2 separate regions of the Oryzias latipes genome follow, and region 2 is linked to region 1. The links are chromatin contacts, called in public Hi-C maps. All regions are on one chromosome and are shown on one strand. The core of a region is the stretch at or near the end of the contact, and the rest is flanking DNA. Distances in the headings are between cores, read along the strand shown. Region 1 holds the start of LOC105355378. Region 2 holds the start of bcl9l (B-cell CLL/lymphoma 9-like protein).

What was found. Hi-C and Micro-C count contacts between places; a contact is called where the count stands out from the background.
Region 2: a Hi-C map of embryo shows a contact between it and region 1, with 2.7 times the contacts expected there. The contact joins the promoter of bcl9l here to the promoter of LOC105355378 in region 1. A contact is called at or near these places in 5 of 5 Hi-C or Micro-C datasets (embryo, fibroblasts and gastrula embryo).

Annotation. Positions count from the first base shown.
Region 1 is chr13:5,182,938-5,188,609 of ASM223467v1, reverse strand. It overlaps LOC105355378, which reads right to left and starts at 2,872. Exons shown (of 9, transcript XM_020708082.2): 1 at 1,664-2,872; 2 at 1,314-1,549; 3 at 1,175-1,236; 4 at 959-1,097. The coding sequence starts at 1,718. prdm10 (PR domain zinc finger protein 10) reads right to left here. Exons shown (of 24, transcript XM_011482281.3): 20 at 5,594-5,672; 21 at 4,431-4,568; 22 at 4,182-4,329; 23 at 4,009-4,106; 24 at 3,305-3,711. The coding sequence ends at 3,541.
Region 2 is chr13:5,339,570-5,345,241 of ASM223467v1, reverse strand. It overlaps bcl9l (B-cell CLL/lymphoma 9-like protein), which reads right to left and starts at 2,731. Exons shown (of 9, transcript XM_023961630.1): 1 at 2,599-2,731.

The sequences.
Region 1 (5,672 bases), core at 1,623-4,122:
TTTAGAGGCATCTTTATTCATAAAGCGCCTTTCAAACTCTTTAACTTGAGGTTGTTTTTTTTTTTGATTGAAGCATGAAGACAAAAATGTAGCTGATAAGATGTCAAACTCAAAGAAAAAAGTCTTAAGAACCCACTCAGATCACCTTTTGATCTATTGTTAAACTGTTCCCAGTGGTCTTTTTATTATGATTTTGCTTTTTTAAAAAAAAAAAAAACTTTCGTTTTCTATGACATTGTTACTGCAGAGCGACAGGAGTTCGTCAGATATTTTCCTCTGATTGTGGGCGGGAAAGTAGCCGTAAAGCAATCCCGCCCCCTTCCCCGCACCGAGAGCTCTCTGTTTACACACTCTCCCGCTGGCTTACAGCCCATCACGCACAGCAACCGACAAAAATGGCAAACAATACCAAACCAATCCTGGCGTACAGCGTTGATCCAGATGCCAGCTCAAACGAGGAACACATAGATGGAACTAGTCGTCTACAAGTGAATGCATCAGAATGGAGCAGAGCAGGGATCTTTGGACCACACCCCCTTTTTGAACGACATTTTTAAATCTGCTTCTTATTCACAACGATTTGACTCAGAGAAGTAATTTTAGGCCTCATTTTCTTTGTAAATATGTCCTCCATCATCAAAGAATGTCACAAGAAAATGCTACAAGAAACACCCAAAGCACAATTTCCTTCAGAATTGGTCTTTAAAGATTGAAATGTGAAGAAATTTGAGTCACATTTTACATCATGAGCTAAAAACCAAACAATTTCTGAATAGATTTTTGCCTCTTATTCTTCTAGAAATGGGATCTGGAGTTACACCTGCTCTGAGAAAGTCCAGAGGAGCATTGTGAAGGTGTGAGACCGACTGTCTGCATATGAAGCACCATGGCTGCGTTGAACAGCAAAGGTCCAAGAAGGGATCCTTGAGGTGCTCCACAGGACGTGGAAGCGACATACCTCTAACCTGGAGAGGAGAGCTTCGATGTTGGCCACACTGGGGTCCTGGAGGGGCTCCTGAAGGACACAGAGGAGCACAGAGTCTGCCAGAGCGACGGAAACAGGAACTTGGAGATCTGGGATTCTGTTTTCGGCCATCCTGGAGGAACAAAAAAAGTATTTTCCAGCATTCTAAAGGCCTTTTCTTCAAAGAAGTATTAAGTCGTTTGACCTTACCATACATTGTGGTTATTCCTGCTTAAATGAACAGCTCCCTGATGCTGTTTGGATTTTGTTTCCTGCTGAATTGAAGCAGAATCAGCTGAGAAACCAGCAGGAGCTGAGCAGGGATGTGAAGTGCTGAAGCTGAGCTCACCTGGCTCTGCCGGGGCCCCAGGCGGTGCCTCAGGGCCCGCAAAGAGACCGCCAGCACCACGCACAGCAGACACACCAACAGCAGCCTGGAGCACACCTCCACCTGGGACGCAGAGGAGTGAAGCAGCGCCTCCAGCTGGCAGATCCACCACATTACACCTGCTGGAGCCAAGCTCAACCAGAGTTGAAGCGTCTTGAGAGACCCAAGTGTCTGATTCATCTGAAGTTTGCAGGACTCTGAGGTGAAACATGAATCCTGTCAAGACATCCGCACTAACAGACCAGCAAACCTGCATTACTTTGGGGTAAAGTTTATCTTCAAGCAGCATCAGAAGTCAAATGTTGTCTTACCTGTGTGTTGTCTCTCAGGTCCCCACCACCACATTCTGTGTTCCCGCTCTGACATGTGAGGAAAGTGGCTGTTAAACACATGACAGTCGTCCTGACATGCTGCGTCAGATGAAGAGAAGCTCCTCTTTGGCTCCTCTGCTCAGAATGAGCCCGACGTGTGGACGGCAGGTTGGACAGGTCCGGCTTGAAAGCTTTGCTTTTTGTCTTTTTCTACATTCCCTGCAAGAAAGGAATGTGCTCAACTCCCTGCCCCACCCTGACACTCAGAGCAGCACCTCCCTTGGTTTTCACATCTCCCAACAGGAAACAAAAGAGAAGTTCAGAGGCAGAATGATTCAGAACAGACAAATATGTGGAAACTCAGAACATTTGCAAAAACACAGAAGCCTGTGGAAAAAAACAAAAACAATGACATCACAGCAGGCAAAATATCCCCCCCCAAAAAAAAGAATGAGGCCAAAACTTTTTCATGGGAGTAAACAAAAAAATAGTTCAAAATTCACTAACAAAACTCAAACAAGTGTTGGGGATATCCAAAAGAAGTTTTGAAATGATTATGGGATGGCCACAGGACCTATGGCGAGTGAGAAATTTGGCAATTATTTCTTTTTTTTTTTTTTAACATTTCCTCTAATTTAGGAAAAGCGATCGTCACAAAATTTCTCACATGTGCCATCAGCTTAGGTCTACAGCCACAACTGAAATTTCATTGACCTCTGACCTCAGAAAAAGGGCACCATCTTTAATTTTCCAAATATAAATTATTCCATTTTTCTAACCTGCTTAATTCCTTTTGGGGCTCACAGTGTTGATACTGTCTGGTGAAGGCGGGGTACACCATCCTGTCGCAGAGCCACTCACTCACATGTAGGGACAATTTGGTGTAATCAATCAACCTATGAAGCATGTTTTTGGACTGTGTGGGGGGAAGCCGGAGTGTCCAGGGAGGGTCAATGGGGAGAGCATGCAGGCTCCACACAGAGGTGTGGGATTTGAGCTGGGGCCTTCTCGCTGTGAGACCACGCCATGGTTGGGGGCAGTCCCAGGATGGTGGTCCCTCCTGAGAGGGGATGGCCTTCCATATCTGCTCCAGAACATAGGGAAGGAAAATTTGGCTGATGGAACCTCTGATTCAGGACTCTGGGATCAGATATACAACTCACAGACTCCTTGAGGGTTCTTGGGAGTCCAGTCCACTTGTGATTTGTGGATTTGGAGAAAGCGATGAAACTCTGTGTTCTGTGGGAGGCATAAATGTAGCCCGATGTGAAGCAAAAACAGTTGGTGACAACCAGGAATGCTGAAGAACAAAGTTCAGGGGTTTTTGGTATATTTTACTATAAAAACACAAACAGTGACAAAGATTCAGATATTAAAATAGACGATTCTGAATCACATCTCCTAGACAAAACAATCCTGCACACAGAAGGAGAACATTTTCTCCACAACCAGCTCCAACACTTCATTCTAGATTTCTCTGTCGTTTCCAAACACAACACTTGAACACATGTCTGTAACAGAACAGATATGAGGATATCTCAATATTTATTCCGAGCAGAACTGTGGTTCGTGTCACTAAGATGTTAGTAAGCAGCTTCAAAATTCAAGTTTACCGAGAAGAAAACATCTACTGTCCAGCTCTGCCTTCCAGTGCTTTATTTAAAACTAGTTTTATTCTTCATTGTTAATGTCATTTGAAAACAACAGCTTCACATTTGACCTTTCCGTTAAAGTTCTAGCAGCTCGGTTGATATTTGGGCAGAGCCATTCGGTCCCGCCTCCGTGTGCAGATCCACACCCACGGGGGCTGAAGTGCGTTTGTTTTGTGGAGCTGCTCAGGAGGCCGGGCGGAATCGCCCTGTTGGCCTGCAGCTGAGTCACGGTTTGGTGATGTGGACCTCTCCGGCCCCGCTGCCGTTGGTGGTTGTGGTGATGATGTACTGCTGCGTCACCGGCTGCTGCTCCAGGTGCTCGGTTTGGGCGGCGCTCTGAGGAGCGGCTTGTTTGGTCTCCAGATCAGTCTGACCCTCGGAGATGACGTAGTGTGTCTACAGGGACGACAGCGGGACAGGGGACGATGGAATTTGCTCATTTCACCGCACAGACACACATAAACATTAGGCAGATGCTTCATCTGGAGTAATGTATCAATTTCTTGAAAGACTGGGATTTGAACCCCAAACCACATCTGCTCAATGCACTGACCCATGAGAAGATGCATGAATAGGTAAATAAGGAGGTAAATGAGGAGATGTATGAAGACATAAATGAGGAGGTGCATCAAGAGATGCGTAGGGAGGTAGATGAAGAGGTGCAGGAGGAGGGGCATGTCAGCGCTTTCTCACCGTTTTCACCTGGTTGCTACCGACTCCAGACACCGGGGTGCTGGCTTCAGCTATGACGTACTGTGTATGAGGTAGAGTCATCATCTGGATCTCTGACGCTGGAGGAGCAAACAGTTAAAATGACTCTCATGTGCATCAACAAACAAACAAACAAACAGGAGGCCGGGACTCACTGTAGCCTCGGTAGTTCCAGTTTCCAGGTATGTAGGTGTGCTGCACGGTCCCCTGCTGCTGGCTGCTGCTCTGACTCTGGGCTAAGGTGACGGGGGTCAGCTCCTGGCTCGCCTGCTGGGTGGTGGGGCTGAGCGGCCGGCTGGTGCCCTTCGGAGGAGCAGGAGTAACCACTTAAAGTAAACACTTTCCAAAGGTTAACCCCTGGGGTTAAAAGGACTGGTGTATTCAGACCGGCGCAGGTGCTTCACCTGGGCTGTGGCTTGGCTGGTGCCCGACGCCTCAGAGACCTGGACGTGTTGTAGCTGGATGGGCTGCTGGCTGTAGCCGTGGGGGTCGTGCAGCTGGCTCACGTCTACTGTGGGGGCCTGGGAATGTGGGGAGGAAGCCTGTGAAAGAAATCCAAAAGCGCAGCAAAGATGAAGAGCAGCTTCATCACAGGAAAATCTGACCAAACCTGCAGCAGACATCTGAGATTGTCAACAAAAATGTGGGCTTTTTGGAAGATCCGTCCAAAGGAAGAACAAAGATGCTCCTATTATGCTTCTCTGAACCTGCTTCAAGTCTGCTTTTCCAAGTAAACTCGGATGTCGGCATGATTTATTGATACTCAAGGGAGAAAATTATATAATTTAGAATAAAAAAACCCATTTACTGCAGTACTTATACCTACAGAAGTCATTCAGAGGAGCTTCTACTACCTTGTTCTGATCCATAATTGAACCCACAGTCTGCTTTTAGAAAAGCGATTATTTCTACAAAAACAACGTCTGTGTTTCTGTTTTGTCTGTGTTCATGCCAAAGGCTACACTTCTTAGGGGTGTCCCCCAAGGCTCTGTCCTGGGTCTACTTTAGTTCATTATTAGAACTAAAAAAAACATGTTTTTTATTTTATTTCCAGTGGTTCCTGAGTTGGATCCTCTCCTTCTGGGTGGTCTGCTGTTCCGCTGCTGTAGCTCTTGCTGTGGACTTAGACCCCCGGCTTGCTCCGCCCCCTTGAGATGCTGCGCCCAGCTGGTTATACATCTACCCCCAGAGAAGGCTTCAACTGTCAGCGACTTTGTTTACTTTCCCGTGCTCAGTGTTTACCTCCTCGGTGTGAGGAGGTCTGAAAAGCGCCATATAAATAAAGATTTAAATTTGAACGTGAAGAGATTTCGAAAGCTTCCTCAGGATAATGAAGTCCCACAGCTAAAGTAAAATCCCACAAGTCTCAGACCTGGGTAAAAAACTAAACCAGCCTTTCACCATCTCAATCAAACGCTGAGATTCAGAGATGTCACCCAGATATCAGACAGGATTTAGAGGAGCCGATTCAAGTCTTCATCTCCTGGGGACTGGATTTATCTTCCGCTTCATAAATTTAAAAAGAGCACAAACAGGAAGTTGACGTTTTCCCGAACATTCATCTTACCGGAGCGACCTGTACCACCTGCAGCTGGATGTGCTGCGACTGAGCTAGGCTGCCCCCCGCCTGGGACACTGGGATGTAC
Region 2 (5,672 bases), core at 1,482-3,981, 160 kb before region 1:
GGGAAATAATTTACCAGAATTTCCAGAAATGGGACTTGAACGCGACTGCTTAGTCTTCTCCTAACTTTTTCCAAAGAGGACAGCAAGCGGTGATCGGCAACACGCCGTCATTTGTTCAGATGTTTTCGAGGGCGAAACAAAAGACACGCTGCCGAGGCCGGCGTTAGGATGATGTCATGAAATGGGCGGCACCCACACGGAGCGAAAGGCGGAGCCTCAGAGATCAAGTCGTCTTTCTCCCGGGTTGGAAAAAGAGCTGCAAAAATAACTCCTACTTCATCAAACAAAAACCATTCGTTAGTGTGCCAAAGGTCATATATGATCATATTTAGGGATAGAGATTATTCCAAGAGGCTTAAAAGCATTATATAGGCTCTTTATTTGAAACTATTGAATATTTTTCAAATGTTCTTTTAGTATCCAAAGATAATTTTAATGGAAATTAGATTTTAAAAAAACCTGCAATGCATCATTCCTTTCTAAATTAAAAGGTAAAAAGAATTTCTGTAAAAAAAAATTTAAATCACATCGGTAAGACAAATATTTTGTAAAAATACAAGTAATATGTTGGTTTTTTATATATTTCTAAATATATTTTCTCCTAATTTTCAACTATTCTAATGTAGATTTTTCCTCCTTTTAAATTAGTCATCTTTTTTTCTTACCTGCAACTTTATTAAATTATTTTAACATTATTACTAGGCATCTGTGCTCACTTATTCTTTAGCTTTTATATTATTTTCTTTGTATTTGCCTTAAATAAATATTGGTGTCAACAAAATGTTCACGTTTTATACATTTGTGTTATTTTTACTCTTAAATTCCTTTGTTTTGTATCTTTTTATTGCTTTAATGATTCTATTTTGTTTCTTCTTTCGTTTCTCTCAGTCGCCTGCATTTGTGGTGCATTTTAGAGGCCTTTAGGTCCTGTTACCTATAGAGTAATGATATAATGATAGTATAATAATACAAAAGAAAAAAAACATTGTAGTGATAATGATTAATTCTTTTAAACAAAATTTTCTGGATGGATTTTTTTTTTCAAGTCGTTGAATTTTGTCGCTTTTTGCTTTCCATACTTCCCCAGCCACTCTTTAGTTAAGAGGACATGTGCAGACAAAGCACATTCAAATGAGCAAGCAAAACCAAAACAGGCTTAAATAAATGCTTCAGTGACGTCACATGAAGCGTAAACGTGAGAACAAAACCTCATTTCCTGAAAAGTAGGATGCTCGGAGCCCAGAGACGCTTCACCTCCAGTGGAAAAGAGCTGCAGAAGACAATTCGGATCAAGTTGCAAACTCTGTTAAGATGCTATATATAGTCCACCAGGATATCTACATGCGCAGGCGGTGTCTGCCGCGCGTGCGCAGGCACGCGGCAGCAGGAGAGCAAAGTTGTAGGTGTTTGAGACCTGTTCAGGCGCAGCACATTCAACAGGCTGGTCAGGCGGGGTCACCACGGGGGGGGGCCAGTACTTTAAAAGACTAGGACAGCGCGCGCGCGCGCACACACGCACACACACACAATAAAAGAAATGTTTCATTTCATTTATATATATATATATATATATATATATATATATATATATATATATATATATATATATATATATATATAGCAAATGGAGTGCGTCAGAACTGTTATTCATGTAATAAGTCAAATAAATGTTAATGAATCTTTCCAGCATTTAGTGAGTGCAGGGGGGGGGGGGGGCAGTTTTAATGATGGAGGTGTGATTTTGAGGCTCCGCGTGCCTGCAGTGACAAACATCCCCGTTCAGCACAAAGACATTCTAATGCTGCCACTTTAGCTAGCTTACGAGCTAATTTTTATTTTTAATACGTATTTGTCTTAACACGCACGGATGCGGGAGCCCCGCGGTCCTGCTGGGGGCCGTCAGCGCTCCTGCCCCCGCCGTGAACCCCTGCTGGGGCTGTCGGCGCCGGGCTGCCAGCCCCGCTCCGCGAGCTAACTTAGCATGCTAATCCGCCGCTAAGCTACGCGCTCGTGCCGGGATTCGAACTTTGTTAGCGTCGCGCTGACTTGTGTAAAAGCGCAGAAAGTTAGGCGGCTCCGCTCGCACCGAAGGGCGGCTGCGAAACGCGGCGGGGCCGGCGGTGACAGTGTCGGGAAATGTGGTGTACTTTACCCCATATGGAGATCAGAAGAGGCCGATGTCAGGACTGACAGCAGCCAGCCGACATTCCCCGGAGTGGCCGCAGCCGCCGCGGTCTCACTGCGCCAAAAGGGTCCCGATCGCGTCGTTGATAGGGGGACGTGGTGGTCGGAACGGGGCTCAGGCGCCGAGGAGCGACATCGGCGTGTCTAGGTGGAAGTTTCTGTTGAAATCAGAGGACGCGTCACCTCGCAGTGGTTCATGACTCCCACGGTTCAGGCTGCGTTTCTGTGCGCGTCCATATCTGACAATAATCAGTGTGGCCACACGGGCATCCGTATGTCACCGCACGGATGCGTCTGTTTGACACGCTTCTGCGCCATCAATATTCAAATGATTCACACGTGACAGTGCAATTAACCACGGGCACCTAAACGCACCACACTTTAGACGGAAGCCAGCCGGCCTGTTTGACCTACATTTCATCGGACTCGGCAGTGAAAGACTGAAGCCGCAGCGGCAGATCAGACACTTCATGCTCGGTGCTTCCAGGCGCCGCTCCGCCAGTCCTGCTCCCCTCAGGTGGATGCGCCCTCTAGCGGCCCGGGCAGCAAGAGCGGCTGGAAATCCATCAAGTTAAAGAAAACAAAAACATAAGGCATCAATAGTTTTATCCCCACAAACAAAGGACTGAGAGTTCACATAAAACAACATCAAATCAGTCTTTTGTTTTGTCAATATTAAAATTAAAAAAAGCAAAAAAAAATTTAAGCGAAAAGCTTAAAAAACAAGAAAAAATATTGCTTTAAAATAAAACTCCCAACTATAAGTTGTTGGGCACCCAGACCAAAAAAAGTAAAAATGGCAAGATTTAGTAGTAAAAAGAAGAAAAAACTCTTAAAAAATAGAAACATTTTGTTTGTGAACAAACTTTTTTTGTAAACAGAAAAAAAAGTAAAATAAGATTTAAAGTCATAACAAAAAAAAACTTTTGTAAAAAAAAACAAAACGTTTTTTTCTGTAAAAGTTTTTGTTTGTAAACTGCAAGAAATTAATAGAAAAAAAAGTTTTATTACTTTACTCTGGAAATCACTAACATGATTGTAAAAATCTCAACCAAAACAGATTTTACACAGAAGGAATTAATTTATTTAAAGCAATTAAAACCAAAAGAAGACAAATGAGATATTAATCTTTACATATCAAACTTAAGATGTCATTATTTATATTGGAAAATAAAAAAGTAAAAGACACAAATCCATGCATTTACTTTCACATGTCAACAATGCCATAACAATTAGTCTTAATCATAAATCTTAAACACATACGTGACTCATTGAATCCATGAAATGTGAAGTTTGTCCCAAAAAAACCCAACTTATTTACATTCAAATAAAAGATCATTCAACATTTTTGATGCAACGTTTATCCCTGTGGACAAACCTAGCTAACTCACATTTTGGGATGAGTTTGGGTTGAACTAATGGGTATCAAACCTCTCAGCAGCCGGTTAATAATCACATTTTCGTGGACCTTGTTAAGGCAAACCCGGTCATTTATTCATGCTTTACGTTAATATGTGAAAGCAGTTGAGTTTTTTGTCAAAAGTCTGTAAAAACACGATCTAGGTTCTGTTTGCTCCTTTTTTTAATTCACATTTAAATGATACAGAAATAAACAAAGAAAATCAAACATTTATGAAGTATGGGGTTGCAGCACACAACATTGCTTTGATCTAAATACGATAAAAAAAATTAAAAAAAACAGTATTCTGACAAACTTCATATTTTATACTTGTGATTTTAAAAGAACCATTAAATATTTGAGAATTTTTGCCCAAACCGTTGTGCGTAAATGTTTTACTGTGCAGGTTTTTAAGAAAAGAAAAAAAAAGACCAAAATCAATTCAAAGACGCCGTCGATTCAGTCTTTTCCCGCCTGAAAACAACCTGCCAGAACACAAACAGTCGCAGGCGGAGCGCGCCGCCTTTGTGTTTAGTGATGAAAATGCCAGAAGATGCTTTGAATTCCGCCCACCCTTGAAACGTGGATCATGCCGTTATGTACCAGGCAGAGAAACGAGCTCAATTATGGGAAGAAATGAAAGAGAGAGGGGGAGGATTTTTGGACGGCGAGGATGAAAAAAAGAAAATGAAAAAAAAAAGAAATGAAACACTGACGGAAGGTCAAGAGAACACAAGAAAAGGCGCAGTGGGAAATGAGAGGAGAGGACTGAGGCACAGAGAGGATGAGAAAGTGAAACTATGTTGTCATGGAAACTGGCAGTTCTGAAGAGCAAAACAAGAATGTAAATTGGTTTACCCTCAGGAAATGTGATGGCTCTACAGAGAGAAATGAGTGGAGAGGTGTGTTTTCTGTAACACGCAACACAAACACAGCCCTGCAAAAGAAAACAGAGGGCAGGAATGTGGGGCAAATCCTGGAACAGAGACTCCGGACGGGAAGGCGCACCCGCATCTCTCCAGACAAACGACTCATTAAAAATGCATTAGCTCAGGAGGGCAGTCCGAGACGGCAAATTGCAATTAAAGTGTGTCTTAACTGCTGCGGCGTGTCAGGAAGATGGTTTTTAACGGGCCTCCAGGAGGTGGGGGGGGGGGGGGGGGGGGGGGACTCTGGAGCCCCAAAAAAAAAAAAAATTCAGGCTTTGGCGCCATTCCCGTTTCAGTCATTTTAATAAGAGAGACTCGGCCAGTGAAGATATGAATGTTGCCATGAAACTAATGGTTTCCGTGGTGACAAGCTGGAGCCCGGTCTTTGTCTGTGGCAGTGTGGGAAGTCAAGTCCGCCCTTCGCCTAAAAATCTCTGCCTTCAAAGTGGACAAAGAACACGTGAGAGAGTCGTGTGCCGATTTCACACCTTTCACATGTTGGTGCAAACAGGGTTCCATGCCACACGTCTGCCTTAAGGACAATTTGGTCCGTCAGCAAAACAAATTGTGGAAAAATTTCTAAGAAGGACCAAAATAAATAAATCTCAAGTCAAAGGATGTAAATGCTAGAAACAGAACTTTTTATTTTTTTGGCTCTGCTGTGAGGAAACTATATTTGGGAATCTCTTCATACCAGGAGCCAGCCTGGAACATCGCCACAGTGCCCACCCAGATTAGGACAGCAACTGGGTCCACTTCACAGCCGTGAGGCTGCTGTGTTTAACTCCAGCTGCCCCAGTAAGGGCAACAACTGCAGCAACAACCACCCACCAAGCCGGCAAGCCCTGGCAGAAAAGATCCCCACATGAAACATTGGCTCCAGCAGGCTGTTCAATAAAAAAAATATATAATTTTGCCATTGCCTTGCAGCTCGCAGTGCAAGTGGTTTAATTTTCCAGTAATATCAGTCAAAAATGCAAGTTCAGATTCACCATATTCATTTTCAAATTCACCATATTCAGCAGACATCTCCTCTAAAACACCTTGAAAATCCTGTGCTGTTTTGCTTTGCAGCTGAGGTTGTATATGATTTTCACAATAGGAGTCATTATATGTCCAGAGCCAATGACTTCTGCACATAAGGCCTGCTGGTGAATGAC